Regions from separate parts of the Sus scrofa genome. Here regions 1 and 2 are each linked to region 3. A link is a contact called in public promoter capture Hi-C data. All regions are on one chromosome and are shown on one strand. The core of a region is the stretch at or near the end of the contact, and the rest is flanking DNA. Distances in the headings are between cores, read along the strand shown. Region 1 holds the start of SRSF4 (serine and arginine rich splicing factor 4). Region 2 holds the start of PHACTR4 (phosphatase and actin regulator 4). Region 3 holds the start of YTHDF2 (YTH domain-containing family protein 2).

Region 1 (3,885 bases), core at 503-3,002, 380 kb before region 3:
GGTTTTTTTAAAAAAAAATTTTTTTTTACCTAAGTGAGGAAGGCCTTTCAAACTACAATGCAAAATCCAGAATCAAAGAAAAATAAAGGATGGATAAATTCAATCCATAAACATCCTTTGTTTTTGCAAGGCAAACTCACACTGAGGAAAAGTTCGCAACTCATTTGACAGAGCTCATTTTCCTAATTATATAATAAATCAATAAGAAAAACAGGCAAAAAATATAAACAGACACAAAAAGGAAAATGTCTCTTACACATAGGAAATAAGACTCACTCAAGGTAATTACAAACTATCCTGAGACACCATTTTTCAGCTATCAGATTGATGTTTGATAATGTGATGATGAGATGGAGAAACAGATACTTATGGAAAATCGAGCAAATCTATCAAAACTGCCCTCCCACACCCTTTGATCCAACTATCTTATCTCTAGGAATAGATCCTACATATATATATGTATACAAAACTACTCACTGAAGCAGTTATAACCAAAGGTTTGAATCTATTTCAATGTCCTTTCCTAGGCACTGATTACACAAATCAGTGTATAAAATGGCATATTATAAACCATAAAAATAATCCTGAGGAAGCTCCTTTTGTACTCTTACAGAATGAGTTTCAAATTATATTAAATGCAGAACCATACGTGTGGTACACCACAAGTTGCTTTACATGTGTAAAATACCTCAAAGAACATTTACGAAATTGATTATATTGTGTGGGCCTCTCAGGGAGTGGAGGGTGGGGAACTAGGCTGCCAGAGGACAGAGATGGGAAGACTTTTCACTGTATATCATTTGAACCAGTTAATGAATTACCTTTCAAAATATAATTTCTGAAGTAAATAAAAACAGCAAAGAAACAAAACTCCTTTGTGATTCTAGATAAACTGGGTAGGAGAGAAGGGAACCAATATTTACTGAGCTCCTACCACGTCCCAGATACTGAAGCCCTTCCACATACTCTCTTAGTTACCCTGGTAGTCCACTGAGATGGGATAAATTATTCTAATTTTACAAGTCAGAAAATAGATTAAATTGGTAATTTAATAATTTAGCCAGTGACAAGCCTAATCTAGCTCCAAAGTTCTAGTCTCTACTTTGCACACTGCTTCCACTGAAGCAAACTGTCCTATTTTTAAAATAATATTGCTATTATTTATTGGGCACTTACGAGGTGCTAGGAACAACTCTGGAAGGCTGGAATTACTAATCCCCCTTTTACAGAGAAGACGAAGCCGAAAGGCGCGTAATGAGCTCAAGGTCACAGACAATTAGAAGCCAGGTTTAATTCCAAATCTGCTCTAGAGTCGATACAGCTCCGGGTTCAAGGGACAAAAGCAGCAATGCTCTCAGGGCTGGAAGGAGGGGGACGTGGACACTTCCGGGGGAGGGGCGAAGCCCGCGGGCTGCGCCAAGCGGCGCAGGCCCCTCGCGCCAAGCTCGCGAGAGGATGTACCCCCGCGCCGCCTGTCGATCACCTGGTCCCGCCCTGCGCCGGCGCGCCTCCGGACAGGCCCCGCCTCCACCTCCGGCAGGGCGGGAAGAAGGCGCGTTCCCCCCCCCGTTACTCTCCGCGGGCGGGCGGGGGAGGCGCGTGCTCGCGAGCTGCGTGCTCGCGTACGTCGCCGGGTTCGGCTGCGTCCGTCCCGCCGCCCGCCCGTTGCCGCCGCCGTCGCCGCGCTCTCGCTTCGCCGGCCGCCGCCTAAGGGGCTGGGGCCGGGCCAAGCCGCCGCCGCAGTTGCCGGGATGCCGCGGGTGTACATCGGCCGCCTGAGCTATCAGGCCCGGGAGCGCGATGTGGAGCGCTTCTTTAAGGGCTACGGGAAGATCCTAGAGGTGGATCTGAAGAACGGGTGAGGAGGGCGGAGGAGGGGCTGGCTGGGTGGGGATGGGACCCTGGCGGTGGCGGGGAGGCCTCGGTGACGGGAGAGGGACGCCTACCCCGCGCAGAGCGCCTACCGGCCTGCTCCCGCTCCGCCATAGTCGCGGCGCCTCGGGGGCGCGGGTAGGCCCCGGTTCCCACTGCGCCTGCGCGGGTGGGGGTGGTGGAGGGATAATGGGAGCGATGGTGAGGCTCTGAGTGGGACGGGGAAAAGGAAAACCCGAGTGGGATTGGGACTCCGGGCGGGAGGGCACAGCTCCAGGACAGCTGGGGAGGCCTGGCTTTTTCCTTCCCAGGGCCTGGTCGATCTCCGGTAGAGACAGACCTTTCCCGCTCTAAGGGCTGCTGGAAATAAACAGATTTCCTGCTCCCTTTTCATTTCTTACCCAGTTTAATGGATCAGATGATCACAGCGCATTTCTCCCAGGGACGGGAGCTCTGAAGGGACACCCTTTTTAGACTTGCCCTGTGCTACACTTTTTTGAGCGGGAGACTCTGGTTTGAGTAGTCTAGTGACAGTTTCGAAAGTATCGGCGTGTGTGGTGCCGAAAGCCTTCACCGTTCCCTCTACAAGGATAAATTAGAGTCTTAGCATGCTATCTTTAAGACTGCGTACGAAGTTTCCATGCTGTGGTTTCCGTTCTCTAACTTGGCAAAAAAATTGCTTTGTCTTTGTAGAATTTGTTAGAGAATAATGGCCCCGGTAACTAGTTAACTAGTTGATGTAAACGGAGACTTACAGCTTGAAACTGCTAACTTGCTACCTATCCGGGTGTGTTCTGTTGCTTGTATTCCTAATTGACTTTGGTAGAGCAGGGCCCACAGGGGCTACAAGTTTCTGGGAAAACAGATTAGGAGTCAGGCCTGGAGAAGATAATCAACAAGGGGAAACTGTGAGAACCAGAAAATGTTAGCGGGTATACAAAGGCATGGATATACAAAAATAAAAGGAGTAAGGGGGACATTTTAGTGTACTAAACCTTGGGTGTTAAGAGGAACTCTGGCTTTTTTTTTTTTTTTTTTTTTAAGACCTGCTTTGCAACAAGTTTGTTATGGGTACAGTTTACTCCCAATGTAATGCTAGCAACTAACATTTGAGAAGTTAAGAAAAATACCTGAGTTGCACATTTGAAAAAAACTGGAAGCTACAGTATACTCAAACTGTTGCCTAGGTTTAAAAAGTTATTTCAAATTAATTGTTAGGCAGAATCACCTTCTTGCTAAGGAAAGTGTCATCAAGTGTTTATTATGAATACTGATTTCTTTTAGAGTAGAAGTCTTCGGAAATTACTTGTTTTGTACGGAAATTACTTGTTTCAGTTCTTATACTAGATAAAGTGGGCCGGAGGTTGTTATTGTGATATGTATCATATATCTGAATGATCGAGAATGGAGTTTAAACTTACAGATTTTCTTTAGAGCCCAATTAAGTTGTCGGGATAATTAAATTTGGTAAGGAAAGCTTAGGTTTTGAAATCAGGCAGGCCTGGGTCAAATCTTAGCTTCACCACTTACTATCTGTGGGCCAGTTATTTCTCTGATTCTGAGTTTCCTCATCCACAAGGAAAAGGAAGATTAGAGGTAATAATTGTAAAGCATTTGGCTCATTGCTGTAAATGGTAGCTATAATCAAAGGGATTTGACCATGATCATAAGGAGACACATCTTAGCTTGTTGAGTGTTTAATAGTGTGAAGCATATTTGGTGAAGTCTGTTTTCTAAGGTTCCTCAGGTAATGATTGAAGTCTGTTTTCTAAGGTTACTTAGGAAATGATTGTTGATGTTAATGGGAAAAGTAATTAATGGATCATCTGTGTTGCTAACGAATGTGCCTGCTATTGTGCTAAATGAATTGGGGAGGAGGCAGAAAAACAGTTCTGCTCTTGTGTAAATTAAGTGCTTATAACACACACTTTAAATTAAGAAATTCTTGCCCTCAGTGTAAACTCAGTAAGTGGAACTTAGAATAGTTTGTTTGAAAAGATTTGTTTGAAATGG
Region 2 (3,982 bases), core at 236-2,735, 310 kb after region 3:
GACTAGGGTGGGAATTTAACCTATATGAGTTCTATAACCTTTTATGATTCATATAAAGATGTTTTGGTTGTCCTCATTTCAGAGACTTGAAAGACTAATTTATTTCTCAAAAAAAGAATCTGCAATGGTTTTTAAAAAGCTTTACTTCAAAGTGAACCTAGTAACGCAGTCTTCCAAGGGAAGATACATAAAGTTACCATCAACAAAATGTGATCAAACCCACATAATTCACCAGTTGCAGTAAACTACCTCTCCTCCCTCAAACTGGCTTCATATATTACATCTGAGGCTTTCTAGAAGCCACTAGGTCTCTGGTTTCTGTATAAAGCGGCTCCTTCTAATAACGGACGTTTGCTTTTAACTTTTCGTTTTAAGCTGAAAAAATAAGAAATAGATTTGGAGAGTAGGAGACAGGGAGCGAGAAACTGGGCGGCTGGATGAAGTGCTATCGTCTTTTTCTGCAAGCAGTGGATGAAGAGGCTGCTAGCTGCCCTATAAATCACTTTCTTTCCTCCGAGATTCTAGAGGTGTGTGAACTACTATTCTGCCCGTCCGCGTTAGTTCTTGGACTCCTCATCACAGCTGCGACCCATATAGACATCGCAGCAAATTCGATCCCTTCCCGGTTTCTAGGGGAGAGGGACTCACTCATTTCCCAGAGGCCCATCCCCCCACCAAAAAATGCCTGGAAGAGATCAGTGCCCTGAAGCCACCCGGGGTTGACATACATGAGCTGGACAATAACTTCGAGGTTTTCAACAGAAACTCTGTCTGCCTCTACTTGGCTCCGAAACCTCGGATCTGCCTAGCTGGGATGCAGAGGTATGAGGGAGGAAGGGTTTAAAAAATGGACTTTGACCCGATCTGGTTACCATAACCGGATCCCCAGAGACTAGTCCCTCTCCGCGACTGGCCGGGAGTGCTCCCTCGAGAAGGCGAGTCCACCGCCGGGCACAAAGGGGCGCAAAGCAGCCCAGACAAAAGAGCCCCGCCAAGTCCCGGGGGGCGGAGAGGGTTAGTCTGCGCGGGGCGCGCCGCAGGCGGAGAAGCTGCCGCTGACCGTTGTGGGAGGGCGGAGGAAGAGGCGGCGGCCACCGCCCGCTCCGCCCTGGCCAGAAGCGACCACGGCCCGGCCGGTACCCTGGCCCGCACCGCGACCCCCAAGCGGAGCCAAGAGCGCTGCCCGAGCCCACGAGACGCCCGCCGCGCGACCCCGCGCACTTTCCCCTGCTTGCCGAACTCACCCGGGGCGCCGCCGCCGCCGCCGCCGCCGCCTCAGCCTCCAAAGTAGTTTCCCCCGGAAATCCTACCTGGCCCGCCGGCCTCCAGGGTGCTGCCAGAGCCTTCGGCCCCCGGGAGGGGGGAAAGGGAGCAGGCAGGACAGTGAGGGATAGGAAGTGCCGCCGCGGGGCCTCACGGGACTTGTAGTCTCCTGGAAAGAGCCCGCTGTGTCGCCAGCCGGTCAAAATGGCGGGAACCCCTCGCCCTTAGCTCCAGGCGATCGGCTCCACACGGCCTCTCCGGGCATGCGCCGCTCACTGCCGATTTCCTGCGGGTAAAAGAACTCGGGCACCTTTCCTGGTATTAAACAGAGCAAAGGTCTTTGGACTCGGGAGGACAAAGTTCAGTGCTGGGCTCTAGGGAGCGCCTAAGTACGCAGCTGATGCAGATATGCTGTTTTAGAAAGCTGTGTCCAGTCCCCGTGTGGCTAAATTTCAATTTCAATCTCCCCCCGAAAGAAAAAACTATTGAGAGCCAATTTGAAGTGCAGTAAAATTGGAAGCAAGTTACCCGCAACTTTGTGCATAAGGAAGGAACCTGGGAATCATTTTTATCATCTTCAGCCCATGAGGTCCAGTCACTCCACACCCCGGAGTTCCTTACCAGTTTTTCCACTACCATCACCTGCAGGAAGACACCATTACCTCTCCAAGTTTCTCTAGTTTCAGACCTCCAGGCAATCACCCTCCAAACACCTTCCTTGCTGCTGTCAGAGGATCTTTCTAAATGCCAAACCCATTGTGTCACAGTCCAAATTAGACCTAAATGTAAAACCTAAAGCTACAAAACTTCTAGAGGAAAACACAGGAGAAAATCCATGTGACTTTCAAATACACAATCCATAAAAGAAAAATCGATAAACTGCACAACAGCAAAATGATCACTTTTGCTCTTTAAAATACTGTTATGAAATAAGGCAAACCACAGACCTAGTTGAAATAGCAACAAAACCTATATCCAACAAAGGACTAGTATTTAAAATACACAAAGAACTCTTTCAACTGAAGACAATCTAGTTTAAAAAAAAAAGATTTGAACAGAGACACTTTACCAAAGATAATAATAAATGGATGGCAAATAAACACATAAAAGATGTTAGGGAAATGCAAATTAAACCACAGTGAGATAACATTACATACCCACTAGAATGGGTAACATCAAAAGACTGGCAATATGAAGTGTTAGCAAGAATGTAGAGCAGTGGGAATTGTCATTCTACTGGTAAGACTGTAAGATGATACAACCACTCTGGGAAACTGTTTGGCAGTTTCTCTAAAAATTACATACACATCAGAGTTCCCATTGTGGCTTGTGGTTAATGAATCCTACCAGGAACCATGAGGTTGCGGGTTCGGTCCCTGGCCTTGCTCAGTGGGTCAAGAATACAGCGTTGCCGTGAGCTGTGGTGTAGGTCAAAGAGGCGGCTCAGATCCTGTGTTGCTGTGGCTCTGGTGTAGGCTGGCGGCTACAGCTCTGATTAGACCCCTAGCCTGGGAACCTCCGTATGCCGTGGGTGTGGCCCTAAAAAGACCAAAATAAAATAAAATAAAATAATATACCCATCTACCATATGGCCCAATCATTATACTATAGGTATTTACTCAAGACAAATGAAAGCATACGTCTGCACAAAGACTTGAACATGAATGGTCACAGCAGCTCTATTTGTAATAGTCAATCCTGCTGCATAGTACTGGGAACTATATCTTGTCACTTATGATGGAGCATGATAATGTGAAAGAAAAGAATGTATATATGTATGTGTGACTGGGTCACTTTGCTGTATGTACAGTAGAAAATTGACAGAACACTGTAAACCAGCTATAATGGAAAAAAAAAAGTAATAGTCAAAAGAATGGAAACAACTCCAATGTTCTTCAAAAAGTAAATGGATATTTATTTGGAGTTCCCGTCGTGACTCAGTGGTTAACGAATCCGACTAGGAACCATGAAGTTGCAGTTTCGATCCCTGGCCTCACTTAGCTGGTTAAGGATCCAGCAGTTGCCATGAGCTGTGGTGTAGGTTGCAGACTCGGCTCTTATCTGGAGTTGCTATGGCTCTGGCGTAGGCCATCGGCTACAACTCCCATTAGACCCCTGGCCTGGGAACCTCCATATGCTGCAGGTGCGGCCCTGAAAAGACAAAAAATAAAACAATTTTTAAAAATAAAAATAAAATTCTAGGAATTGCTATGACAAAAACAGTTCAAGTGGTTGCCTGGGGACCAGGAAAGCATGGTAGGAAGGGATTATAAAGGGGATGAGGAAATTTTTGGAGGTGACAACTGTGTTAATCATTTTGATGTGGTTATGGTTTCAAGGCCAGATGATGAGTTTCAGATAAATTGAAACTCATCAAAACTGCAGACTTTAAATATATACTGTTTTGGAGCTCCCGTCTTGGCTTGGCGCAGTGGCAACAAATCTGACTAGGAACCATGAGGTTGCAAGTTTGATCCCCGGCCTCCATCAGTGGGTTAAGGATCTGGTGTTGCCATGAGCTGTGGTTTAGGTCGCAGACGCAGCTGGGATCTGGCGTTGCTGTGGCTGTGGCATAGGACAGCAGCTGTAGCTCCAATTAGACCCCTAGCCTAGGAACCTCCATATGCTGCAGGTACGGCCCTAAGAAGACAAAAGACAAAAATAAATAAATAAATAAATAAATAAAAATCAGTTTCTGGAGTTCCCGTTGTAGCGCAGT
Region 3 (3,421 bases), core at 853-3,352:
ATCTATTTAGAATTTATATAAATGTACCCTAAGTTTCTTCATCTTCTACGATATTTTGCATGAGTCATAGTCAGTTTTCTTTTGACTGGGAAGTTATATTCATTGGCTAAAACTTTGTGACTATGTCTTTGGGATCCAAGAGATATCAATACACAAAAACTACAAAATCACGTTTCTGCATGCACAGGCCATGTTCATATATGTGAACCTATATACAACTAATCTTCCTGTTAGAAGATTACACTGCAAAAACAAGAACTCCTTTATTTATTTATTTTTTTTTTTTTTGGCCACTACACAGTGGCTTGATGTGGGATCTGTTCCCAGACTAGGGACTGAACCCAGGCCACTGTGGTGAAAGTGCCTGAGTCCCAACCATTCTCCGTCTTTGCGCTAAACAGCACTGTATCTTAACACTATTTTGTAAATCCTCTAGCTCCCCTAAATAAAAAGCCGGATACGTCCAAAATTGGTCTTTATAAATGTAGACATGGCTCAACTTCAAAATCGTTCTAAGAACCCAGTAACTAGTGGCCAGACAAAAGGAAGATAACCAGTTCCACAGCAATGAATAAAATTAAGGTGATTTTGTTACTTTCTCCCATCACGTACAAATCCAATTTTCCTAAAAGAAAAATGCTTTGGGGATGAAAATTCAAAATCTTCAACAATGGAAAGGATCCTTAAATTCTGCACTGATATATTATTTGTAAGGAGGAAAAACTACTCAAACAAGTGCCACTGTTAGTATACTGTAAAATGTTATCAGTACTAGTCTCTCTCAGAAAATTGTGTTTGCTGACAAAGCAGATGAGGATCTTAACATTTGTAACTGTTTTTATACCATACTGATTGGTATTAAGAAAGTCATTCCCTAAAAATGAGATTTACTGACAGATCAGAGAAAAGATAATGGTATACTACATCCTTTGATCAAGCATGTAAATGGTTAACTACTCACGGGCCTTGCCTGTGGACTCAAGTAAGGTTCAAAATCATCATCATTTAATCCATCCTTTTGATGTACAGATCCATTTTGCACTAAAGAAAAAAAAGCTCGTGTTAGGGGTGTCTCAAACATGCACTCTACTTCACAAATTAATTAAAAGCCTTCCAACCAGAGAAAAACCTTACCAAACAGAGCAAATATGTTTGGATTTCAAAAGGATAAACCAATATTCGTCAGTGAAAATGTCTCCCTCCACCCAGAGCAAGTTGATCTTAAAAGGTCATTTTATTGGCTCCTCTAGATTTCAATTCCCTCCCGCTTCCCCTCCCCCATCACATGTGAGTACTTCCAGAGTGTGATCCACGAGGATGAAAAACAAAGGCCTTCTAAGACCTACAGGAAACTAAGGACCTGGGACATTTCAAAACCGAATCCACCCCCACCTCTAATGAATTACTCCTTGTTCACCAAAAAGCTGTTCGCCAGCTGCAGGAACACACGGAAAGGGTCAGATACTTAAGTGTGAGGCACCTGCAAACTAAGCGGCTTCCGAAAGGTCCTCTCCCCGGGGCGCTTCCCGGAGACCCCGCCCCCACCACTCGGGGCCCCCTTCCCGGCCCGTGGCCACCGGCGGAGCTGGGCTCACCTTTGTTTCCTTGACCTTTTGGTCTCTGCGGGCGAAGGAAACGTCGCCGAGCAGCGGGTCGTCCGAGGAAGAAATGGAAAAGGAAACACCAATTAAAGCCGGGCCCGAGAAGGGAATAAAGGCGCAGGCCTGAGGAGAGGCGTCGGGGAACGGGAGTGAGGGGGAGACTGAGGATGGGAGGCGGGGGAAAGCGCGAGGCCAGCGGGCCCCGCGGAGAGAAGCGGGGGCCGCGCCACGAACAACGCGAGGAAACCGGGGCTTCACAGAAGGGGAAGGAAACAAGAGGAAAAACGAGGCCCGCCGAGAGAAGGGAACACGGCGCGGCCGGCGGGCTCCGAGACCCGGGGAGGAGCGGGGAGTGCGGGTGAGGGCGAGGCGCTGGGCGCGGCCGGCCGGAGAGCCTCGAAACCCGGCCCGCGAAAGGCGCCGCCTCGGCTCGGCCCGACCGGGGGCGGCGGGCCCGGGCCTAGTCGGGCTCCCTCTCGCCTCACACAATGGCCGAGGCATGCGGGCCGGGCCTGTACCTGCTCCAAGAGGCTGCTGGCCGACATGGCTCTCGGATCCTCCGGGGGGGCGACGGCGGCGGACTCTCCTCAGGGCGGCGGCGGCGGATGAGCCCTGGCGGCGGGAGCAGGCGGCGCGGCGGCGGCTTTTGTCCCTGACACTCGGGGGCCTCGGCGGACGCAGCGGAGACACCGCGCGCGGCTCGGGCTCCGGCTCCGACTCAGCGACGCTCTAGCCCGAGAACTCAACGCCCGTCTCTATGCCTTGACGCGCGCACCCGCCCCTCGCAGCCGAAATAAGGGCGCCGAGCGGCGAAAGCGGACGGCGCGCGCGGCGCGACGCTGACTCTCACATTCACTCACCCACGCGGAAGGGGCCGGGCGCGAAGCACCCCGGGAAGGAAGAGGCGGGGGCGCAGCGCCCTCTGGTGGGCTGGAGGAGCGGAAGCGGCGCGCGCGGCCTCCCCGCCCCCACCGCCTCGGTATTGGGGCCTAGGAGGGTGGGGGCGGCTAGGGTCGCACCAAGAGGCTTTGACTAACAGCTGGAGGGAAGGGAGCAGCTTTAAGCTTGTGCAAACACATAAACGCCGGTTTTTCGGTGAGGAAGCGACCCCCCGAAGGCTGAGAGACCTTAAAATAAACCTGTTTCCCCAGTTGCAGATGGCACCCTACCCCATGTGGGAGGGAACAAGAACTGGGGTCACAGAGCCCTTAGGGAAACTTCAAGGGAGCCCTGCCCTGAGAAAGACACCCTCCCACCTGGTTATCCTCTTCTGTTGGCACACTACAAAAAGAGTGCCCGGAGAGCAAAAATAACCGCAAAAAATCTGGTCCCCTGAGAAAAGGATTCACCCTTTGGCATTGCAGGGAGGAGAATCTAGAAACTACAGTTCTTTTTTTAGGGATGTCGCTGACCCCCATGATACTCTGTTAAACTATGGACTTTATTTCCAAGAAAAGTCACCTCATTAATCTACACAAAATTGTACATGTTCTTTCAACGAGTTCAGAAAATCTGCAGAAAGACATTAATGCTATCTGAATACCTGCTATAATCTAGGCTTTGTTGTTAAATGCTTTAAACATATTAAAGTCTTTCAGCATCTTCAAAATTGCTATCAGTCTATTCGTTTTACAGCTGAAGAAACAGAAGTTAAGTCATGTGCCCAAAGTCACACAGCTTTTAAATAGGTTTATATGACATTGAGAAGAATAGTGTCCCTCTGCCCTCAAGAGAAATCCTGTATTCAGGAACCAGAATCCAGAGGAGATTAAAAGGGTGGGAAAAAGCATTTTTAATCAGAGGCAAACCTAACTTCTGCA

The links. Promoter capture Hi-C pulls out the DNA fragments that hold promoters and counts their contacts.
Region 1: a contact with region 3 is called in a promoter capture Hi-C map of liver, with 4 times the contacts expected there. The contact joins the promoter of SRSF4 here to the promoter of YTHDF2 in region 3. A contact is called at or near these places in 3 of 5 promoter capture datasets (fetal liver, fetal skeletal muscle and liver) and 1 of 2 datasets of contacts at active chromatin or transcription factors (alveolar macrophages).
Region 2: a promoter capture Hi-C map of liver shows a contact between it and region 3, with 2.4 times the contacts expected there. The contact joins the promoter of PHACTR4 here to the promoter of YTHDF2 in region 3. A contact is called at or near these places in 1 of 5 promoter capture datasets (liver) and 1 of 47 Hi-C or Micro-C datasets (heart right ventricle).

What each region holds. Positions count from the first base shown.
Region 1 is chr6:86,090,470-86,094,354 of Sscrofa11.1, reverse strand. SRSF4 (serine and arginine rich splicing factor 4) reads left to right here and starts at 1,752. Exons shown (of 6, transcript NM_001077216.1): 1 at 1,752-1,858. The coding sequence starts at 1,752.
Region 2 is chr6:85,409,496-85,413,477 of Sscrofa11.1, reverse strand. PHACTR4 (phosphatase and actin regulator 4) reads right to left here and starts at 1,485. Exons shown (of 16, transcript XM_021095668.1): 1 at 1,245-1,485.
Region 3 is chr6:85,715,828-85,719,248 of Sscrofa11.1, reverse strand. YTHDF2 (YTH domain-containing family protein 2) reads right to left here and starts at 2,102. Exons shown (of 7, transcript XM_005665152.3): 1 at 2,014-2,102; 2 at 1,882-2,012; 3 at 1,734-1,879; 4 at 1,596-1,731; 5 at 962-1,041. The coding sequence starts at 2,102.